Linked DNA regions of Mus musculus: all the other regions are linked to region 7. The links are chromatin contacts, called in public HiChIP or PLAC-seq and promoter capture Hi-C maps. All regions are on one chromosome and are shown on one strand. Each heading gives the region's core, a stretch centred on a gene start, on an enhancer-like site or on the middle of the called end of the contact. The rest is flanking DNA. Distances are from core to core; before and after follow the strand shown.

The links. Promoter capture Hi-C pulls out the DNA fragments that hold promoters and counts their contacts. HiChIP or PLAC-seq counts read pairs in DNA pulled down with a chosen protein or histone mark.
Region 1: a contact with region 7 is called in a promoter capture Hi-C map of embryonic stem cells, with 4 times the contacts expected there. The contact joins the promoter of Trim62 here to the promoter of Gjb3 in region 7. A contact is called at or near these places in 3 of 39 promoter capture datasets (embryonic stem cells, hippocampal neurons and stem cell-derived epiblast-like cells) and 6 of 115 datasets of contacts at active chromatin or transcription factors (astrocytes, embryonic midbrain, embryonic stem cells and 3 more).
Region 2: a contact with region 7 is called in an HNF4G HiChIP or PLAC-seq map of pancreatic cancer cells. The contact joins the enhancer-like site here to the promoter of Gjb3 in region 7. A contact is called at or near these places in 2 of 39 promoter capture datasets (the C10 cell line and embryonic stem cells), 9 of 115 datasets of contacts at active chromatin or transcription factors (acute myeloid leukemia, astrocytes, embryonic forebrain and 6 more) and 1 of 9 other capture datasets (embryonic stem cells).
Region 3: a promoter capture Hi-C map of embryonic stem cells shows a contact between it and region 7, with 4 times the contacts expected there. The contact joins the promoter of Azin2 here to the promoter of Gjb3 in region 7. A contact is called at or near these places in 1 of 39 promoter capture datasets (embryonic stem cells) and 1 of 115 datasets of contacts at active chromatin or transcription factors (embryonic stem cells).
Region 4: a promoter capture Hi-C map of embryonic stem cells shows a contact between it and region 7, with 3 times the contacts expected there. The contact joins the promoter of Fndc5 here to the promoter of Gjb3 in region 7. A contact is called at or near these places in 2 of 39 promoter capture datasets (cranial neural crest and embryonic stem cells) and 2 of 115 datasets of contacts at active chromatin or transcription factors (embryonic stem cells and forebrain).
Region 5: a contact with region 7 is called in a promoter capture Hi-C map of embryonic stem cells, with 5 times the contacts expected there. The contact joins the promoter of 1700086P04Rik here to the promoter of Gjb3 in region 7. A contact is called at or near these places in 3 of 39 promoter capture datasets (embryonic stem cells, frontonasal cranial neural crest and hippocampal neurons), 1 of 15 datasets of contacts at CTCF or cohesin (the NIH/3T3 cell line) and 2 of 115 datasets of contacts at active chromatin or transcription factors (embryonic stem cells and forebrain).
Region 6: a contact with region 7 is called in an H3K27ac HiChIP or PLAC-seq map of embryonic stem cells, with 5 times the contacts expected there. The contact joins the promoter of Ak2 here to the promoter of Gjb3 in region 7. A contact is called at or near these places in 2 of 39 promoter capture datasets (embryonic stem cells and hippocampal neurons) and 2 of 115 datasets of contacts at active chromatin or transcription factors (both in embryonic stem cells).

What each region holds. Positions count from the first base shown.
Region 1 is chr4:128,882,735-128,885,434 of GRCm38.p6, reverse strand. Trim62 (tripartite motif-containing 62) reads right to left here and starts at 1,391. Exons shown (of 5, transcript NM_178110.3): 1 at 858-1,391. The coding sequence starts at 1,265.
Region 2 is chr4:128,734,137-128,736,836 of GRCm38.p6, reverse strand. All of the region lies in intron 9 of Phc2 (polyhomeotic 2), which reads right to left. Among named protein-coding and RNA genes, the nearest start is that of Gm33712, 8.0 kb to the right of the region's middle. Within about 2 kb of position 1,441, at least 235 of the 459 cell types and tissues checked have an H3K27ac peak or open chromatin away from gene starts, as enhancers often do. A contact at or near this core is called in astrocytes, embryonic forebrain, embryonic stem cells and 1 more, where this site is marked.
Region 3 is chr4:128,961,154-128,963,853 of GRCm38.p6, reverse strand. It overlaps Azin2 (antizyme inhibitor 2), which reads left to right and starts at 1,399. Exons shown (of 11, transcript NM_172875.4): 1 at 1,399-1,553; 2 at 1,650-1,770; 3 at 2,295-2,491. The coding sequence starts at 2,387.
Region 4 is chr4:129,135,563-129,138,278 of GRCm38.p6, reverse strand. Fndc5 (fibronectin type III domain containing 5) reads right to left here and starts at 1,280. Exons shown (of 6, transcript NM_027402.4): 1 at 1,116-1,280. The coding sequence starts at 1,200.
Region 5 is chr4:129,056,857-129,059,556 of GRCm38.p6, reverse strand. 1700086P04Rik (a long non-coding RNA gene) reads left to right here and starts at 1,404. Exons shown (of 2, transcript XR_868180.3): 1 at 1,404-1,769. Rnf19b (ring finger protein 19B) reads right to left here and starts at 1,413. Exons shown (of 9, transcript NM_029219.2): 1 at 661-1,413. The coding sequence starts at 1,286.
Region 6 is chr4:128,991,881-128,994,580 of GRCm38.p6, reverse strand. Ak2 (adenylate kinase 2) reads right to left here and starts at 1,357. Exons shown (of 7, transcript NM_016895.4): 1 at 1,145-1,357. The coding sequence starts at 1,237.
Region 7 is chr4:127,329,424-127,332,123 of GRCm38.p6, reverse strand. Gjb3 (gap junction protein, beta 3) reads left to right here and starts at 1,288. Exons shown (of 2, transcript NM_001160012.1): 1 at 1,288-1,622. Gm40251 (a long non-coding RNA gene) reads right to left here. Exons shown (of 4, transcript XR_868156.3): 1 at 1,989-2,700; 2 at 133-236.

The sequences.
Region 1 (2,700 bases), core at 142-2,641, 1.6 Mb before region 7:
GTGGGGTCTTAGAGTATTAAACACACTGACCAGGGTCTTGCCCTCTTGTCAATGACAACGGAAAGGTTTAGGGGAGACTAGCTGCAGTTAAGGGCTATGTCCAATTGAGTACTCAAAGATTCGGATGTAGAAGACAAGAGGGGTCATCACCAGGCCTTGGGAATTCCTAGAAGCTTGTCTTCCCCTCCTCCAAATCTTGTCTAATTCTCCAAATCTTGAATCTTTAATTCCTGGTTCCACTCTCAATTGGCCCCTACTCTGGTTTAAATTTTAAAAAAAAGGTTCTTGTCATATCTGAACTTGAGGCCGACCTTAGACTCTCACCTCACATACCTTGATCTAATCTTGGCACCCAAACCTGCCCTCTGAACAATTTGCACGTCTTAAGCTTAACTCTCACTTTCATCATCCAACCGAGGCCCAGGCCTCACTCTAGATCTCAATGAACACCTGGAGCAGCAAGCCGCATCCCACAATGCCCCAAACATTCCAGAATTCTGTAGCTGCATTTAGAGTAGCTCACCCCTCCCACACACCCCACTTCGACTCCCAGGTTAGCTTTGATAGTGGTCCTTCCTTTGCCCAAAAGTCCAGAAGGAGCTGCTGTCTCCCATTCTGTCTCAGCCTCAGCCAGCATCTGGTCCAGCTGTAGCTTCCTCTCTCCATCATCCTATCCCACCTCGACCTGTCTCCCATCCAGATCTCTCTCAAGCCCATTTGACACAGTGATGCTCAAGGGACCCGCCCCTGCCCCGCCCCTCACAGGAGCCACGCCCCTTTGGCATTAAGCCGGCCTGTGGCCCTTGCCCCTATTGGAACCCTGACCCCACCTACAGCCCCGCCTGTCCGCCTCGCACCTGCAACTCCTCGAAGGCATCGTCGATGCCAGTGACCTGGTGTTGCTCGTGCAGCGCGGGCTCATCACAGAAGAAGCAGAGCAGTGCGCGGTCCGTGAGGCAGAAGAGCTTGACCTTGTCGTGAGCCTGGCAGGGTCGCGCGGCTCGGCGCGCGTTGAGGATGGCGTCCAGCGGGAAGGCGCTGTAGCGCTCCACGATGTTGGCCAGCTTGAGGCTGGGCGCGAGCGCGGGCTCGGCGAACGTGCGCCGGCACTCCGGGCAGTCGCGGGCGCCCTGAGCCTCCTGCCGCACCCAGTGCTCGGTGATGCAGCGGCGGCAGAAGTAGTGCTCGCAGCCCAGGCTCACCGGGTCCTGGTAGATGCTCAGGCAGATGGAGCACAGCAGCTCGTCCTTGAGGCTGCACGCCATGGCGCCAGGGGCGGCGCGAAGCGGAGCCCGGGAGGCCGGCGGCCGGCGCGGCGCGATTGGGGGCGGTACCCGGGGGCCAGGCCCACGGGGGCACGGGCGACAGGCGCCGGGGAGCGCGGGGGGAGCTGTCTGCGACGCCGGAGGCGCGAGGGCTCGGTGCCGAGTGGGTGCCACCCGGGATGCGAGCACCGGAGCTCGGTTTCGAGGTCCTAGGTGGCCACCAGCGATGGGCGCTGGAGGAGAGAGGCCGAGGGCGTCCCAAGGAAGGGGCTCCAGGCGAGGAGGATCTAGAGGACCAGACACTCCCAAGGGATAGATGCTGCGAGGAGGAGATCCCGAAGAGGGGCGGAATCCCGGGACCCGAAAAGCTTTGAGAGGGGGTCGAGCTGGGGATGGGGAATTCTGCGGGACAGAGCAGCCAGACCCAGCCGCACCGCGGCTTTGCCCGGCAGAGCAGAGGAGGGGTGCCGGCCCACTCAGCTGCCCGACCCTGGCCGCAGATCCCGGCCCCGCGCGGCCCCTTACCCGCACCAGCTCAGCGGCCACCGCTTCGGTCCAGCGCAGCCTCTCAACCCGGAACCAGCCGAGCCGAACTGCCCGGCGCCCAGGCTCCCTCTCCGCCCCCGCGGGCGGGACCCGAGCCGCTCCGCCCCCGCGGCGGGCGGGGGGAGGGGAGGGGCCTCCAGACCCCGCCTCGCTGCCACTGTGCTCCTGACCCCCAGGGACGGGAAAAACAGCTGTTTCTTCTGGGTCTGCACAGCTGTCAGGTTTGTTTAGGGTCCTGGCGGCAGGGGGCGAGAGGACAGCTAATGAAGAAAAAGTGAGAAGATAGCACCTAAGGAACATCTCTCCGGATGATCAATTTGAAGAACTAAGGGCAATAATAACTGAGTATTAAGACAAGACGGTGCTCTGTAGTCTGCATAGAATATATAATGTTTGCATAGATTGTAGTGATAAAATTAGAGACTTGCCCTGTTGGCATGGGCTAAGTTCAAAGTCGCCATTCTCCTAAACCTTTAGGTTCTATTTCCTCTTCCCTTTCTAAGGAGGGCTCTTAGTAGAAGATTGTGGAGAGAACCCTGCCTAACGTCTAGCTCAAAGGTTCTTTCCATTCATCGGATGTTTCTGCATTGCTGTGTGAGCATGTGTGTGAGTGTGTGTGTGTGTGTGTGTGTGTGTGTGTATAAGAAGTTGGAGTAAGAAAAAAAGTATAATGGGAGACCTTGTCATCTCTGCCAGATGGAGGGGAGGAAAGGGATTTCTAAGAAGGTGAAAGAGAGAGACAGACAGACAGAGAGACAGACAGAGACAGGGAGAACAGAAGCATGAGTGGGGGGGGGCACATGGAGACCTGCATGCTGTTCTGTTCTGTTCTGTTCTGTTGAGAGTGGGATAAGGAAGAAGTTTGGGGAAGGTGAAAGGCATGGGCATC
Region 2 (2,700 bases), core at 192-2,691, 1.4 Mb before region 7:
ATGAATTCTAATATAAAATAATAAATACGAATAAAGTCAGTGCTCATCGCCATAAAGAATATAGGTCTCTTTGGTACTACAAAGAGATCTGTCATAGGTGATATTCAAAAACTACTCTCTGAAGCTGTGACAGTGAGTGGCTTAGTTAATGTCTATTATAGAAGTGGCATTTCTGCAGACCTGCTTATGACAGCTACTATTCTTTAGTCCACTCGCCATCTCACTGTAGAGGATTTCCTCAGCACAGGAGAGTGAGAGCACCAACTCAGATCCAGACCCTTGTCAAGGCAGGGTGACCTCTAGATGCAGAGGCAGGAAGGCACCTACAAGGACTCACCAGCCAGCTGGAGAGAGTTCAGGCTGGTCCAAGCCTTCAAGAGTCTGACGGGTTCAGAACCAGGTTCTCCCTATCTACAGACGACACATACAGACACATAAACTATGTTATACCAGAATGCTGAGGGGTTTTCCCCACGTGTGTATGTAAGGGTAGAAGTCTAAGGTTGACAACAGATGTCTTGGCTGGCTACAGCATGAGAACAAGCTAATGAAATTAACAAAGAATTTAAGGAGATAGTAACTGGTAACCTGGCTCAACAAGCAAGCCACTCTGGCAGACTTGCTCCAGGGTCAGCGCTGCCACCAAGCTCCCTGCTTTCCTTTGCCCAGCCTGTTGAGAATATGTGAAGCACCTGCAAAACGATGCAAGCTGAGCCTGTATCCAGGAGACAGGAGGCCACAGCTGGTCCCAGAGAGGAAAGTAGAGTGGTTAGGCCAGTGAAAAAGTCTGGGGCCAACCTTCATAATCTCTTTACTTATATTCCAAATCCCTAGAGAAATTTCTGGCACTGTGACAGTGAGGGAGGTGTCCCTTCCCAAGAGAGAGAAGCCAGGCATGGCAGAGTCGGAGTGGTGGGCTGGAGTTCAATCTAGGCACTCCACAAAGAGATTTACAGGGCTAACGCTCTTTTAAAAAAGCAAGTGTGGCTACAACCATTCAGATCTTGCTGGGAATTAGCTGCTTTGCTCAGGTAGGCAGACCAAGTCCAGCTGAAAGGGCCTTATTTCTTCAGATAAGGCAACTAGGCCTCAGGACTGAGGGGATTTAGAGTCAAGTATGAGTTAAACTTTGGGCTTGTTTGTGAGCATGTTTCCAGAGAGGTTTAATGGAGGTGGGAAGCCCCACCTTGAAATCGGGTTGGCACCATTCCAGTGTGACCAGTGGCTCCCAGCCCCCGGCGCCATGCCTGCTCTGTCACGTGACTGAAACACGCCCTCTTCCCTTAGGCTGCTCTTGTTGCCTGTTTCGCATCAGCAACATGAAGAACACTGAAGGTCATGAAAGACCTGAGCAGAGGCGGTTTCATTTCCCTGCAGTGGGCTACGAGGGTGAAGCAGGTAGGGAGGGGAGGGCTGTGCGTGACTAGCTGGGACCAGTGTGAGGGCACTTGAGGCAGGTGGCAGGAAATGACAAGGAGGCTGAGGCGTCACCTGTGGTCTGGGACCTCAGGGTAGGGAACTGGCAACGATCTAGGTGAGCAATCTAGGAGAGCGACTCCGGGATGGGAGGGAGCCGTGGACTAATAGGAAAAGGAGCAGGGCAGGCAGGATCCAGGCTGCGCTCCGCATCCCAGTCAGAAGGGAAGTAGCACATGATCTTTCAACAGGCCTAACACACCATTAGTTAATGCCACATCTCCCACACCTACAATTTAGGATGAGTCATTTCTCCCACCAAGTTTTACACTAAATTTAGACAATGACCACACATGCATCTCCCATGCAGATGGCACAAGTTACAGGTGTGCTTTTTAGAATTCAAGCAAAAGTGAATGTCATTTGGAAGATGGTATCTTCTAGGGCATATACCAAAGGAGCTCTTAGTGGTGAGAAAATTTCAGGCTCCTCCCACACTGGGCCCTCTGAGTCCTAGGGAGCCAATGCCTGTAAACTTTTCAGTTCTTCTAAGGACAGAGCTGTTAGACAGAAGGCCTGTCACCTGGAGGCCACAAGCCATGGCTGTTGCAGTTCTGAAGAACCTCTCTGGAGAAGGAACAAACGCGGTGACAGAGGGTCCTGTTGGCCACTGTGCCAGCACAGCAAGGAGATTCACAGGCACAGAAGCAAGACTCTGGATCCAGACCTCGGGGGAGGGAGCTGGCCAGCAGAATGGGAAAGTAGGGGAGCCAGGGGACCTCAAGCCAGCCTGAGTGTCACTTCAGGCTGACCTCATGGAGGCTAGGTTAGCAGGCCAGGAGGGCAGACGAGCGTCTCAGTATTTTGGGTAAGAGCTGAATGTCTCTATCTACAACTTGGCTGGAGGACCAACCCCTCCCTCCTGGCAGCCACTACTGTACAGCTGACTCTCATGCCGTCTCTCAGGACAGAGGCAGACTCACCCCAAATCACAGGCTAGAGTGTGCAGAAGCTCAATTGTAAACAGCTGGATGTCTTCCAAGCTGTCACCCAGAGCTAGGAGGGAAGCAATCAAATCAGGCAGCAGCCACCCTCCCCCATGCAGCTAAGGACAAGGGAGCAGTGGGCGCGTTCCACCCAGAGCCCTGACCTGCTCCCTAGCTCTCAGGCTGAGTGCCACAATGGGCTGAGCTCAGATGAAGAGGTTGCAGTGGGAGTGGAATTAGCTCCTGTAGGACCACAAAGTGACTTCCAACAGGCTGTCCTGGCTTCTAGCACCAGGAA
Region 3 (2,700 bases), core at 150-2,649, 1.6 Mb before region 7:
TTTTCTTAAAATTTGTAATTTTTTTTCTTGTTTTTTTGAGACAGGATTTCTCTGTGTAGCTCTGGTAGTAGATCTCTGTGTAGAATAGGCTGGCTTCGAACTAAGAGATTTGCTGGGATTAAAGCTATGGGCCACCATGCCTGGCTTAAAACTTGTAAACTCTTTTTTTTTTTTTTTTTTTTTTTCCGAGACAGGGTTTCTCTGTATAGCCCTGGCTGTCCTGGAACTCACTTTGTAGACAAGGCTGACCTCGAACTCAGAAATCCGCCTGCCTCTGCCTCCCAAGTGCTGGGATTAAAGGCGTGCGCCACCACATCCGGCTAAAACTTGCAAACTCTTAACGTAGTATACATAACAGGTACAACAGGGCATTAATCATATGTGTATAACTCAAGGAGCGCGCGCGCGCACACACACACACACACACACACACACACACACACACACCTGTAACCATTACCAAGCACCGGAAAGGTTCCATTCTGTCTCTTCCCAGTCAGCAGCCACATGCGCAGAGACAAGCAGCATTCGGACTTCTACCCGGAGAACTCTTGAATTAGCTTCTGAGCAACACCCTGCGCATGCTAAGCACTCCAAGGAGCCCGGCTCTCAGTCCCTGCCCTTGGAGTGCACAAAGCTGAGATGTTTTATCAGGCAAAAAAAAAAAAAAGGAAAGCAGGTGCGGGTATCTCAGCAACTGATATTAAGGCTCAAGGGAAGGAGGGGAGGGGTCAGACAGAGACAAGGACTGTGAGTCCCATTGCGTTTCGGGGCCAGGGATGGTCCGATAGAGGAAGATATTACACTGGACTCTGATGGATGAACAGGGATTTGTGTATAGAAGAGGAGACATGCTTTGAGTCGAAGCCACATTTCACCAGAGTCTTGTGGATTCTGAGAATGAAGGCATCACCCCGAGCTCGTGAAGCCACAAAAATTCTATTTGAATACATTTTAGCTGGCATTTGAGTTGGGAGTTTAAAATGCCTAGAAGAGGCGATTAAGTAAAAGGTCATATTACAAAATAAGACAGGAGAGGTTTGGGCTCCAAGGGCGGAGCCAGAACTTCACCAGGGGAGGAGCAGGGGGCCATCGACTTCAGCCAGGGACAGAAAAGTTTTCCGGAGTCACTTTTTGAGACGCAGGACGCAGGATCTGCGGCTCAGACCACGTAGACGCCTAGGATTCGAAGGATTTCCCCGCGTGGACCTCCGCGGACATCAGTCAGCCAGCTTGCTTAGCTGCGCAGCTTTGCGGAGCAGCCTCGCAGGGCTGAATGCTTTATGTCCGAATCGACCAATGGGCTGGCGGCACCCGGTTGCCCTGGCTACGGAGCAGGCAGGGGCGGGGCCAGGGCACCGGGGCGGGGCTAGGGCGGGGCTTATATAAGCGAGCGGCGGGCGCAAGGCGGGGCGTGGGGTCGGTGGCTGCTGGGCGCGCGGGGCGCAGGCCGCGGGGCCGGAGCCGGGGGGAGCGAGCGAGCGGAGGCGCCGAGGATCCGATTCACTCGCTGGGGAGACCTATGGGCCGAAGCCGTGTAAATGCGTTTTAAGGCGAGTGCAGGAGATGGCTGGGGGGGAGCCTCGGGGAGCGGGCGTCCTCGGCTTTGGGCGCTGACCCTTCCCCCGGCCCCCCTTGCCTCCTCTCAGCAGGGGCCTCGGCTCCGCAATTGCCACTCCTCCTCGGGGTGTTGCACAAGTTTCGAGGTCACCGGCGACCCCCCCTAGCAGCGCGCCTGGCTCTGGCCCCCGCGAAGGAGGACGGGGCTTGGTAAGGAGGCCTGGGGTTGGGGTGCGGGACCCCCGCCCTGCACTTGAGAGAGCCGTCCCGCGGACAGAACCCACCCGTGGCTCATAGAGCATTCTTAGTGTGTCAGGACCAACCTTTTATAAATGGGGAAACTGACCCAAGGTCATGAAGCAGAGAGCCGACTCGAACTCAAGCTCACGGGTTTTGTTTTTTTTTTTTTTGGCCCTTTAGGTAGGTGTAGTCTGGACTGGAGAAATCCTTCAATTGGAAGGAGACTTCCCCAACTAGGTTTCTCAGATCTGTCCCCACATTTTTTTTCTTCCAATTTCAAATTTCAGAACTGGAAAAGAACTCCAAACCAATCCCATTTAACAGATGGGGGTAATTGAGGCTCTAGCAGACATAACTTCACCATTCCCAGCGAACCTCGGCTTCTCAGGCTTGGGCAAGGGCACAGAACATGACTGGGCAGGGACCGTAGGCCTGGGGAGGTGAGGGATGCAGCCTGTTCCCCAGCGGTTTCCTCCATCTCCCTCTCCCCACAGTGTGTTGCATACTTTCTAAGGCGGTGGCCAAGGCAGCCAGCGGTGCTCCAAGGCAGCGGTTTCCTCCAGCCCCTGGGCTCCTCCTGCTCAGCATGGCTGGCTATCTGAGTGAATCGGACTTTGTGATGGTGGAGGAGGGCTTCAGCACCCGGGATCTGCTGGAGGAGCTCACTCTGGGGGCCTCCCAGGCCACCTCGGTGAGGGGATGGAAATGGGTGTGGGTTGGTTGCCTGTCCTCTTCTCTGTAGGAGACCTCCCATTCTCTCGGTATTGGTATTTGTTTACTTGATATTTACTAGATTGTCCCCTTTATCTCCAATTCTTGGTCCTTGCCCCCACATCTGCCCTCCCTGTGTTTCCTGACTTGAGAAAAGAACAGTATCTCCACCTTCACGGTCTCCCCAGC
Region 4 (2,716 bases), core at 31-2,530, 1.8 Mb before region 7:
AAGGAGACAGACCCTGAGATGAAGAGCCAGGAGGGGCTGAGCCCTGGCATGGAGCTGAGGGGCAACCTCACATGGTAAGCTGGGCAGAGGGCGCCTAAGGGGAAGGGTCTATGTGAGCCTCTCCATACTCTGTGGGTCCTCACGTGCGAGGAATAGAGGAAGTTAGAGAAGAGGGGACATTCAGAACAGGGTCCCTTGGTGGAGAGACACCAAGATAGCGCAAGGCCTTCTGGGTGAAGGAAGATGGTGAATGGGGAAAACGTCAGAGATAAGTGGGAGAGCAGTAGAGGAGCAGGGCAGAAAGGACCTTCCAGGAGAGGGGAGTAGAGTCACACGGGGTTATATCATGCAAGAGGGCAGGGGCTGTGATTAGAAGCCCTGGCCCTGAGCAGTAGCCCCATACCCCTCAGACAAGTGGACTCAAGGCTTCAGGATTATGCCAGACATTCAGATGGAAAGGGACAGAAGGACACAGACAGGTGGCTGAGGTCACAGAACCAGAGAGCAGACAAGTGGAACATTGGAGACAGGCAAGGAGACAGAAGCAGGGCGAGAAAGAGAGGGAGGCAGCAACAGCTGCCAGGAGGGACAGGATTGGGGTGATCTAGGGAGGCAGAGCCCCATGGGGTGGGCCAGACACTAACTGCAGCAGGGTTTGCGCCCCCCGCCCCCGCCCACGGTCCCCGCAAACACCCTTCAACCTCAGGTTACAGTTCTCTTCATAGTCGTTCCTGCGCAGCTAGCTGCCTATGGGTCCCTGAGAGATCTTTGGGGATACAGAGGGAGGCCCAAGGTGGGGCACTAGTGTCCTCAGCTGCTCTCAGGGCCAGAAAAGGTGGCTGAGGCAAAGACTCAGGGTTAGGGGATGACCTGAAGGGACCAGGAGCCGCAAGAGCTTTAAAAACTCAGGGCTGAGGTGACTGGCAGAGGTTTGGAAGCTGAAGGACGGGTTTAGGGGTCAAGAAGGTTCGGAGGCGCTAGGGTCAGGTTAGGAGAGTAGGGACCAGGTGACACAGGAGGTCCTCAGGGAGCAGGAAGGGAACCGAGGACTTCCCGGTGGCGGCGTGGGAGGGGAAGCTGTTCCCTCCCTCGTCCCCCTCCCCAGGCCCCCTTACCCGCCTGCACCAGCGCGAAGCAGACGCAGCCTAGCCACAGGCGGAGCGCGGCGCGGGGCGGCCAGGCGCACGGCCCTGGGGGCATGGCGACTCCTGGGCCCGGTGACCGCTCGCACTCACGCTCCAGCCCGCGGCCCTCCCGGCCCGGCCGCCCCGCGCCGCCCCGCGCCGCCTGCATATCGGCTCCGCGGACAGCGACTCCCGCGCGGCGGCGGCGGTGGTGGCGGCGGCGGTGGTGGCGGCGGCGGCGGCAGCGGCCGCGTCCACGTCGGGCGCCTGGGGGGCGGGGCGCCCCCGCTGCGGGGAGAGGGCGGGGGCGGGGTGAGGACCGAGGGCGCCCCCACTCCTGTCCCCGCTCTTCACTCTGTGGGCTCCCGGGAAGCCAGGGGCTTTGGGGACCCCGCGGCTCACGCTCTCTGACCGATGCAGGACCCGTAGCACCGTGCCGCGGTCAGTCCCAGCCTTAACCCTGACCTGGCCCCGGTCCCGCTCTTCCTTAGGGAAGAGGGAGGGCAAGTGCTTGGGAGATGCCCATCTGTACCCCATCTCTCACTCCAGCCCACACCCCAGGCACACACACACACACACACACACACACACGAGCTGTAGAGTGTAAGGGGGGTACAGACTCGGTACTCTGGGGAATGTGTGTACTGGGGCCGAAGAGGCTCTCCTCTGACTCCCTGGAGGTCTAGCTGAGACCTCAGACCAGTCCTTTCTTTTTCTTGTGCCTATTTTTAATCCCCTCGAGAGCACTGCGAATATCTGTCAGGCGCAGACACTCTGTAGGCCTTGGCTGGGTTTGGGACTTGGTTCTCTCTGCAGCCCCTTCAGGTCCACTCTGCTGCGGGGCGTCTCATGTAGGTGGATACTGCAGTTTGGTAACTTGTTTTGTCCAAGGACCCACCACGGGCAGGATTTGAATCCAAGGTGGGCTCAACTTCACACACTCCTCACCCAGAGTGACTTCAACACTCCAGCATCTAGAATCTCTCTCTCTCTCTAAAACTGGCACATTCTAGATTATTAAAAGAACAATCTGGAACCGTGTTTCTCCAAGATCAGAGGGCTGTGGTTTCTGGACGCTCTCGGGACCACTATATCCATTCTGACCTGACTGAGCAGTGATTTAGCTAATGGCTCTAAAGTGGTAGGGGCTGGAAGATGTGGCAGATAGCTCCAGCTAATTAGCACACGTTGATAACCCTTTTTTTCCATCACCTTGGGAACAGCCAGGTGCCAGCCTGTCCTCACACACCCTTCTGGCTACTCCTTTGATGGCCTTAGAGGCAGAGAGGAGCCTCCACCCCACATTTACTGTCCTGCCCTAAGGAGAATCCCTATAGGACAGCAGAAGGCTCCCCAGCCTCAGCCTCTTACTTTCTTGGGCTGGAGTCGCAGTCAGAGAGCCAAGGTTAAGGAGTGAGGTTAGACCAGAGAGGCATCTCACAGAAGCCTCTAAGATCTTCCATCCTATCCCTAGACTTTAGATGAAGAAGAAACTGAATCACAGAGATAGAGAACCTAGAGCTTGGTGCACACACACACACCCCCATAAGGCAAACACACACACACACACACACACACACACATACACCCCT
Region 5 (2,700 bases), core at 155-2,654, 1.7 Mb before region 7:
CTGGGTAGACACCGCCTCTGAGCCCTATTGATTTTTCTGGTCAAAAAGTCTGTTGTGACTTTGCCCTCGGCAGCACGTTAGGAACCACAAGGTGCCTGCCAGTGGCTTAGCACAGCACGCAGTGCCCAGGGTGCCCCTAGAGCTGTTAGTGAGCTGCCTTCTCTCATCATCTGCATCTCAACTTTCAGCAGCGGTTGTGTGGAAGAACACGCCTTCTGCAATGCTGCTGCTAAGTGCGCCCCTAGCCATATGGACACACCCCTCGGAAGCGCGGCCCCTTCAGTAGGACATTTTCATTCTCTCTCCTATAACAAATATTCCTTCTCAATCATTACGATAACACGCACATACACACACCTCTCCCTTCCTGGGCAAAGAGAAAGAAAACAAAACAAAACAAAAAAAACCCCTGCTCACCCGGATATTCTGACTTAATGGACAGTTCCCTTCTCTTAGCACTCAGCCACCACCTCAAGCCACCTCAAGCAAGTAGGTATAGGGTGCTGAGTGCCATCAGACCGGTTGCAAGGCTGGTCTGAGGGTCGGTTACTCGTGATCGTCCGTCCTCTACCTCCTGCTGGGCACCATCCTCTCCTCCCTCAAGGTGTGTGACACCCGTTGCACCCGGGACGACCCCCGCGGCCACGCCCCCGCGCTCACCCGCAGTCAGGGGCCGGACACCAGCGGCAGTCGGGGTCCGAGGCCAGGTACCGGCGCAGCATGAACTCTTCGTACTTGTGCATGAGCGGCGGGTCGGCCAGCAGCAGACGGATGTCGTGTGGGTTGAGCCGCTCGCTGCACTCGGGGCAGCTGATGGGCACGCGGCTCTCGCTGATCTCCAGGCGCAGGTAGTGGCGGAGGCAGTCCCGGCACGAGCGATGCGGGCAGCTGAGGAGGCGCGGGGCCCGCTCGGGCGGCAGGCGCACCAGGCACAGCGGGCACTCCACCTCCTCCGCGCCGCCGCCCTCCGCCGCCTCGTCCTCCTCCGGCCCGGCAGCCACGGCCTCCGCCTCAGCCTCGGCAGCGGGCTCGGAGGGCAGAGCTTCCACCGGCGGGGCCTGAGCCTCAACCGGGGCCGGAGCGGGCGGCGGCGGCGGCGGCGGCGCAGCCGGGGGCGGCGGTTCGGCCTGAGGCTTGGTCCGGGCGCGGCGGCCGCGGGCCGAGGCGGAGAAGACGCTGTGGAAGGTGAGGCGCCGGCGCCGGCCGCCGCTGCGGCACTTAGGGTCGGGGGCGGCCGCATGGAGCGAGGTGGAGCGCGGCGACTCGGAGTCCTTCTCGGAGCCCATGGCCCGCAGAGGCTGAGGAGCCAGGGGCGCCCAGCGCCGCCGTAGCTCCCGCCTCAGCGCCCCCTCCCAGCCGGCGCCCCGGCCGCCGCCGCCGCCGCCACCGCCTCGGCAGTCCTCCCAGAGACAGAAGCCGACCAGCCGCTACGAAGTGGTTATAAAGCCTCCGCCCCGCGCGCCGCGGGCAACTGCGCAGGCGCCGGCCTCAGACACCTCACAACCCGCGCGGCCCCGCGAGAGGAGCTGGGCGGGGCCTGGAGGGCGGGGCCTGCAGGCTGCGGCGAAGCCCCGCCTTCTGCGGTCAGGTGGTCCGGCGCAGCCATATTTTGCACAGGCTCCACCCTCCGTTCCTTGTCCAGGAGTCAGGGGTCTTCTTTTCAATGAGGATGCCTTCATTTCGTCTGTAAAAAGAAGACGAGCGTTGATCTGGTAGTGATTCCCGCCGATCCACCGCCCAACATTTCTGTTGATGCTAGCCATTAAGTGGTAAGGAATATAGTCACTCATTGAAGATCCTCAAAGTGAGCCGCACTTCTAGATAAGACAGGCAGGCTCCCCTATCTTCAAGAATGAGTCCAGAGTTTTCATTCTAGCATTTGCTGTTTTCTGTCAACTAGTGAACTTACTCCTAAGCTGTATCTCTCAGGTACTCTGGTTAGTCACTGTTGGTAGAAAGAGGCCCAACAATTTCGCTTCTAGAAATGGTTTCTTTCAGTCCCCCTTCCCCAGTTCCTCTAACAAAAGACCCTTAGGCTTGGTGATGAGAAAAGCAAATACCTTCAACAGCAGCAAAGCCAGGTCAGGATTAGATTTTGGCTTAGAGAAATGAGAGAGGGAGGCTTATGATAGAGAATTTTCTTTCCATGAAAAATATGTCCGAAGATCGACAGTTCAAGCTTCTGTCTTAAGCTCACCTCATTCTGCCATATTCCAAACGGTGGGAAGAAAAATGTCTTATTTTAAGAAGACTGCTTAGGAAGTTCTGCCCAGTTTTGCTTGAATCTCATTGGTTAAAACAATCATCTTGATGCATCTTTCTTTAAAGATAAAAACAGTGTCTTGTTATTAATAAGGAATGGCAGTGAAGGCTTACAGTGATTCACTTGTCTAGCATGCCTTAAGGAGATGGGGGTGGGGATCGTGCAATGTAGGAACAGATATGTGAACATAGTAAGTTGTTTGATTTTTTTTTCCTGGCCAATACTTAAAACCAGATCCGCAACTCTTTAAACTTTTGAGATTACAACAACACAGCAAACGAAGCCCATTGGAAGAAATGTCCGGTAATGAAAACTAAGAACAGGGTCTAGTGGCCTAAGAAGGTATGATGTCATAGATGATCAAGCAGGTGTGATGTCATAGATGCCAAGACAATTTGTTTGCAAGAGGAAGTGGTCAGCCGTCAATTGTGACAAAT
Region 6 (2,700 bases), core at 108-2,607, 1.7 Mb before region 7:
TGTGACAGAGAGAGAGAGAAGGAGGGAGGGAGACGGAGGGAGACAGAGGGGAGGTATCTTTAAAAACATAACAATAAACTCAGCAGTGCTGTGAAGAGGGAGGACAGCACTCATTTGCTTGGGAACGCAACCTTGAAAGAATTCCCTCTTTAGAGCATAGTGATCATCAAAGCTTGGGGTCTGATGGGGAGGTAGAGTTGAGGGGTGGGTGGTTGTGGCCAAAGGCTGGGCAAGAAAGTGACACCAACGGCCCACCATATGAGCTTCCAAGCCCTACGTGCCAGCATAAATCCCAGCCCTGATCTATGGCCCAGATGCCAAGCAAGGGAGGCTCTGCAGTGGGGCAGAAGGCAATCCTTGAGGCCTCTGTGAAACCGATTTCACTAACTTTGAAAAGTCACTGGACCTCTACACCTGTTTTCTTACCTGTTGATCTAGCACGTTAGCGGCCCTCAATTGCTCAATTACAACCATCAGAGCCATCTCATGCTGCTCCATGAGCACTCCCTGCCCCACTCACAACCCCCCATGATGCCCGTGGCTTATGAACCGAATCTATACATTCACCTCCAGTTTTCTGGCCAGCTGGAAAGGTTTTCTCCCATCCCCCCACCCCCAACAACACTGGTGGCTCCCGCGGCTCATGCCTCACTCTTGGCAGAACGCCTCGATAGGCATACACCAGTAACCACTCTGCCCCACGTGGAGACTTCTTAGTACCCCTAATCATTAGCCATTAAAAAAATTAAAAGTTTCACCCCCTTATGCCTAGAAATTATCCCTGACTCAGGGCAATACGCTCTCAACTCCGAGGGCGACTTGGTCACAAAGCTTTCTCCCATTCGGGCCTGTGATCCAGAGCTTCAGCCTGGGGGATCGCCCTGCCTTTCACAATTTTCAAGTAACAGTCCCTGGATGCCCTAACACGATCCTGGGTTCCCCCAAGAACCTCCACCCAGCCTCCCCCTTACTGCGACTGGGACCCTCCCCTAAACACCGCGCCACAACTGGAGACCCCGCGAGGGTCCCTGCAGGCCAGGGCTCACCACCCAGCTCCGGGGCGGGAAAGGAGCTTCCGGCTCTCCGACCGCCCTGACCTTGTAGCTTCTCGGGCTCCACCGCCCGACACGGAACCGACACTCACCTGCGTCCCCTTGCCAGCCCCGGGCGGCCCCAGCAACACGGCCCGGATGCCCTTCGGAATCTCCGGTTCGGAAGCCAACACGTTGGGAGCCATGTCTTCCAAAGCTTCACTCCAACAGCCAGCCGCACACCTCACAGGTCTAGCGCTTCCAGGCCAGCGTACATCCTACTCCGGGCTCACACTGGTCGCTCGCCGCATCCGTCAACCCTCTCTACCCGCCCCCGAACTTGACGGGCACTTTCATTTACCAATCGTACGACGAGACTAAGAAAATTCTGTTTCCGATTGGGCAGAATTGGGAACGAGGAAGAGGCGGGCCAGCCTGGGAAGAGCTGGGGCAACAGAGCGCGTGCGGCTCTCGGCTGGTGTATGGAGTGGGCGGGAAAAACGAGAAGGAAGCCTGGAGCGGGTGAAGTTCTAGTTTGGCCTTTGACAGTTAATAACTCCAGAGTCTCTGTTTGAGCCCCGTAAAATTGCCTGTGAGAGTGTAAGTGGGTAAAATCACTCCCAGGAAACAAATTGGCAATAACGTAACCTTTGGACCAGTAATTCCACTTCCAAGAATTCAAAGGCAGAAACAAGGAATATGTAATGAGTTCCTGACAAAGATGTTGATGTCTAATAATAAGATTGGTTAAGTAAATTCCAACAAGTTTGTAATCTGACACCCTCTCCCTCCAGAACACCCCCATTGAACAGCACCATAACTTTGGCTATTTGGGAAGATCACATTTAAAGCTTGTCAAGGCCACGACGGTGAATTCAAGGCCAGCCTGGGCAGTTTAATGAGACCTTGTCCCAAAATGAAAATGAAGATAGCTGGGGCTGGCTATAGTACAGAGACAGAAGTTTTGGGCTCAATCCCCAGGACTGTAAAAATAAAACACATATGCATATATGAACACAGACAACCTTCCTGACTTTTAAGTCAGCAGAAAGACAGTTTTTATCCAGAGAGATGAGCCTGTCTTGAACAAGGCAATGATGTCGCCAGCTTTTAGGTGTGTCAAAGTTTCATCCTGTCCCAAAGGAGCCTTTCTCAACTGTAAGTGCAAGTGTGATTAGGAAACCATTCTTGCCCCACAGGCACAGTGCAACCATTTTCTACACCCTAGTGGTAAATGATGTTAACCAGCTAGCCAGATGGCTCAGCTAGTATAGACACTTGCCACCAAACTCTGAGGACCTGCGTTTGATTAACAAGACCCCACCCCCAATGAAAGAAAGAAGAGAACCAACTCCCACAGGTTGTCCACCGAGCTCCACATGTGTGCTGTGGTACACATATCTGCGCGTACATATATGTTCACACACAGAAAATAAGAAATAAATTCAAATGAAAAAAGAGAAACTAACATTCATACTTCTTGCTCATCCTGGATTTTCATGGGAGCCAGCTTGATCTGGTTGGGTTCTCTTAGTGGCCTTGAAGGAAGCAGGGGTTTATTGTGTCCTTTTTAAGACCGGAAGCGGAAGTAAGAGCTGATCACTATATAATTACATGGTCACAGGATTACAAGTAACACTGTGAACTAAGGGGCAGGGCAAAGTTCAGT
Region 7 (2,700 bases), core at 39-2,538:
AATGAGATGGGTGTCAAGGAAGCTGGGGGTGGAAGGTGCTTCAAGAAGAAAGGCGGGACTCTGTGACAGCTGTTTCAGGAGGTCACGGATTTATTACTGTGTGGGATTTAGCATCGTGGAGATCAGAGTTACCTTGACAAGGCTTTTCTTGTAGCACAGCAGGGACAGAAATCTTCTGGTGGGTTGAAGCATGAGTGGGAGGTGAGGAAATGGGACCAGGCATTTTGCTCTGAAGTCTAGGGAAATAATTGAGAATGAGCAGCAGGTGGCAGGGTCAGGGTCCCCCAATCCCATCACCCAGGCACATTAGCAGAGTCATCCAGAAAAAAAAAAAAAAAAAAAAAAAACAACAACAACAAAACTGGCACTGCCCAGCCATAGTGCTGATAATTGCTCTGCCCATAGCAAGCACAAGGTAGCCTCTGCCACAGGGCTTTGCCGTAGCCAATGCCAACGTCACTGAGGTCCCTGGAGTTGGCTCTGTTACTTCTATGTGTCCCTGGGTTTATCTCGGGGCCTCTCCTTTTCTCTTTTCAATGTAGATCAGAGATCTTTCCTTTGCGTGCTGTATGAATGATATGCAGCTCCTAAGAGAAGCAACCTTGTCTCAGGCGCTCCGCTCAGGCGAACGGGAATCCTTCTGGGTAGTAGGAGACAGTAACAGAGCCTCCTAATGTAGGCTGCCTTTTGTAGATCAGAAGCCCGCATCAATGGATATCGTCCCAGCAAGTGGAATGAATGGTTACCAGGGTCGGGCATCAGTCATCTCTGTCTAGACAGTGAAGCCTCGGGCAAGGTTGTGAGTAAGATCTGGGGATCCCAGGGAAACCCTGGATTTCCGTTCCTGGGGCGATAGGGCTTTTAGGATCTCAGTCCTGGCCCACGAATAAGACTGAACATCTTAGTCTCCAGAGCCCCTCAAGCGCAGGTCTCCCACCCTTCACAAGCTGGGCCTCCCACCCTGCTTCACACTCCTTTGGGCAGACTGGGTCATCTAAAATCTCTCCAAACACCATCCTTGCCCCTGAGATTTCTTTTCCTGGTTGTGTCCCTTCCGGTGGCCAGCACAGTGTGAGCCCCGAAAGACTGTCTCAAAGATACACTGCCTCCCTGGAAAATGCCATCAGGGATGCAAACAGGGCGGGAGGGGGGCCCCCAAGAGCGTACGAAAACTTTGAAACTTTGCAGCAGGCTGGGATCCAAATGGGCAGGGCGCAGACGGGGTATCCGTGGTAACCAGCGTAGGCGTGTCATTTATTGCCATCCCTACTGCCACGGCACTTAACAGTTTGCAAGGTGTTTCACACCCTAATGTCATTGCAGTCCTTGCAACAGCCCTGCCAGTGGCCACCAATGCCCCCATTCCACAGGCGAGCACGCGGAGCCTCCGCAAAGGAGCCTGCTGTTCCCTAGTCAGCGCAGCTGCTCCTGGATTAGAACTTGCATCCCTGAGGCGACTCCGGGCTCCTCCCCGGCCGCCCCTCCTCCACGCTGCCTCTGGCTGTGCTGGCCAGGAGCCTCACCGAGGCCACAGAGCTCGGCTTGGCTCCCGCCTCGTTCCTCCTCTGCTGTGGGTCTTGGGCACGTGGAGCCAGGCTCCCACGGTGGCGGCGCCGCTGACTGTAAGTACCGGGAAGGGGCGACAATCCAAGGCAGCTGAGAACCCCTCTCTATGGGGATCCCCTGGGGGGCTGGACTGGGGCCTGCCCACGCGCCCAGCATGGAGATTTAATGCTGCAGAAGCGCAGGGAAGGAGCACCCTAACCCAAAGCTCTGCTCCCCGCCCCCACTCCCACTTCCACCCCACACACTCATACATACACCAGCATTCTGGAGCAGGTGGCGGTTCCGGACACTGGAAGGTTCACAGAAGGGGACATACACACCCGCACGCGCGCGCGCGCGCGCGCGAGTCACAGGTTCACAAAGCTCCCAAACTGTCTAGAAAGGAAGGAAACGGGGCCCGGGGCCCAAGAGGGGAGCTATACCTTTGGGGCCAGCCACAGTGCTGCGGGGTAGAAAGAGATGGAGCGGTTGGGTCCCGCAGCTGGATAAAAACTGGATTAAAAAAATAGTAATAATCGTTCTAGTAGCTGGAAACGGGAGTTGGGGGGCAACAGGGGATCCAGAACCGGCTCTGCCAGTCCTCAGCACGGGCTAGGCGAGAAATTCTTTTCAGGTGAGTCTGTCTCGGGGTGTGTCTTAGAAGGGACTAGGTAGCCTGCACCAAAATGGGGAGCCCCAGACGTGGCATCCTTAGGGGGTACCGGGTGGAAGGAACTCCTCCTCCCCTTCACTCTCCTTGAGCACTCCCAGGAAGAGCCGGCTGGGGAGGGAACAGTCGAAGATTCTTGCAGTAATCCAAGATAAGAGATAAGGAACAGGGTTAGCGACATTACAGAATTCTCTTGGATTTCTCCCAGCTAGTAAACGCAGTCCTGGCATTTCCTGGGGGGTCAGAATCCAGGTGCTAATCTTTGGCCCTCCCTGGAAGGTTTAAAAGTAAGTGCCAGGACCAAACCCATAAGGGTCTTCACGCTCTAGGGCTTCCCAGATACCCCCATCTAGTCGAGAACTGAGATTCTCAAAAGACAGACCCTGTGGAGGGCAGCAATACTGCCATCTAATTCCTGGCTCGGTTGGTCCTCTGCCGTTCTGCCCAGCCCTCCCACAGCCTCTCTGAGAACTCCACTCTCAAGC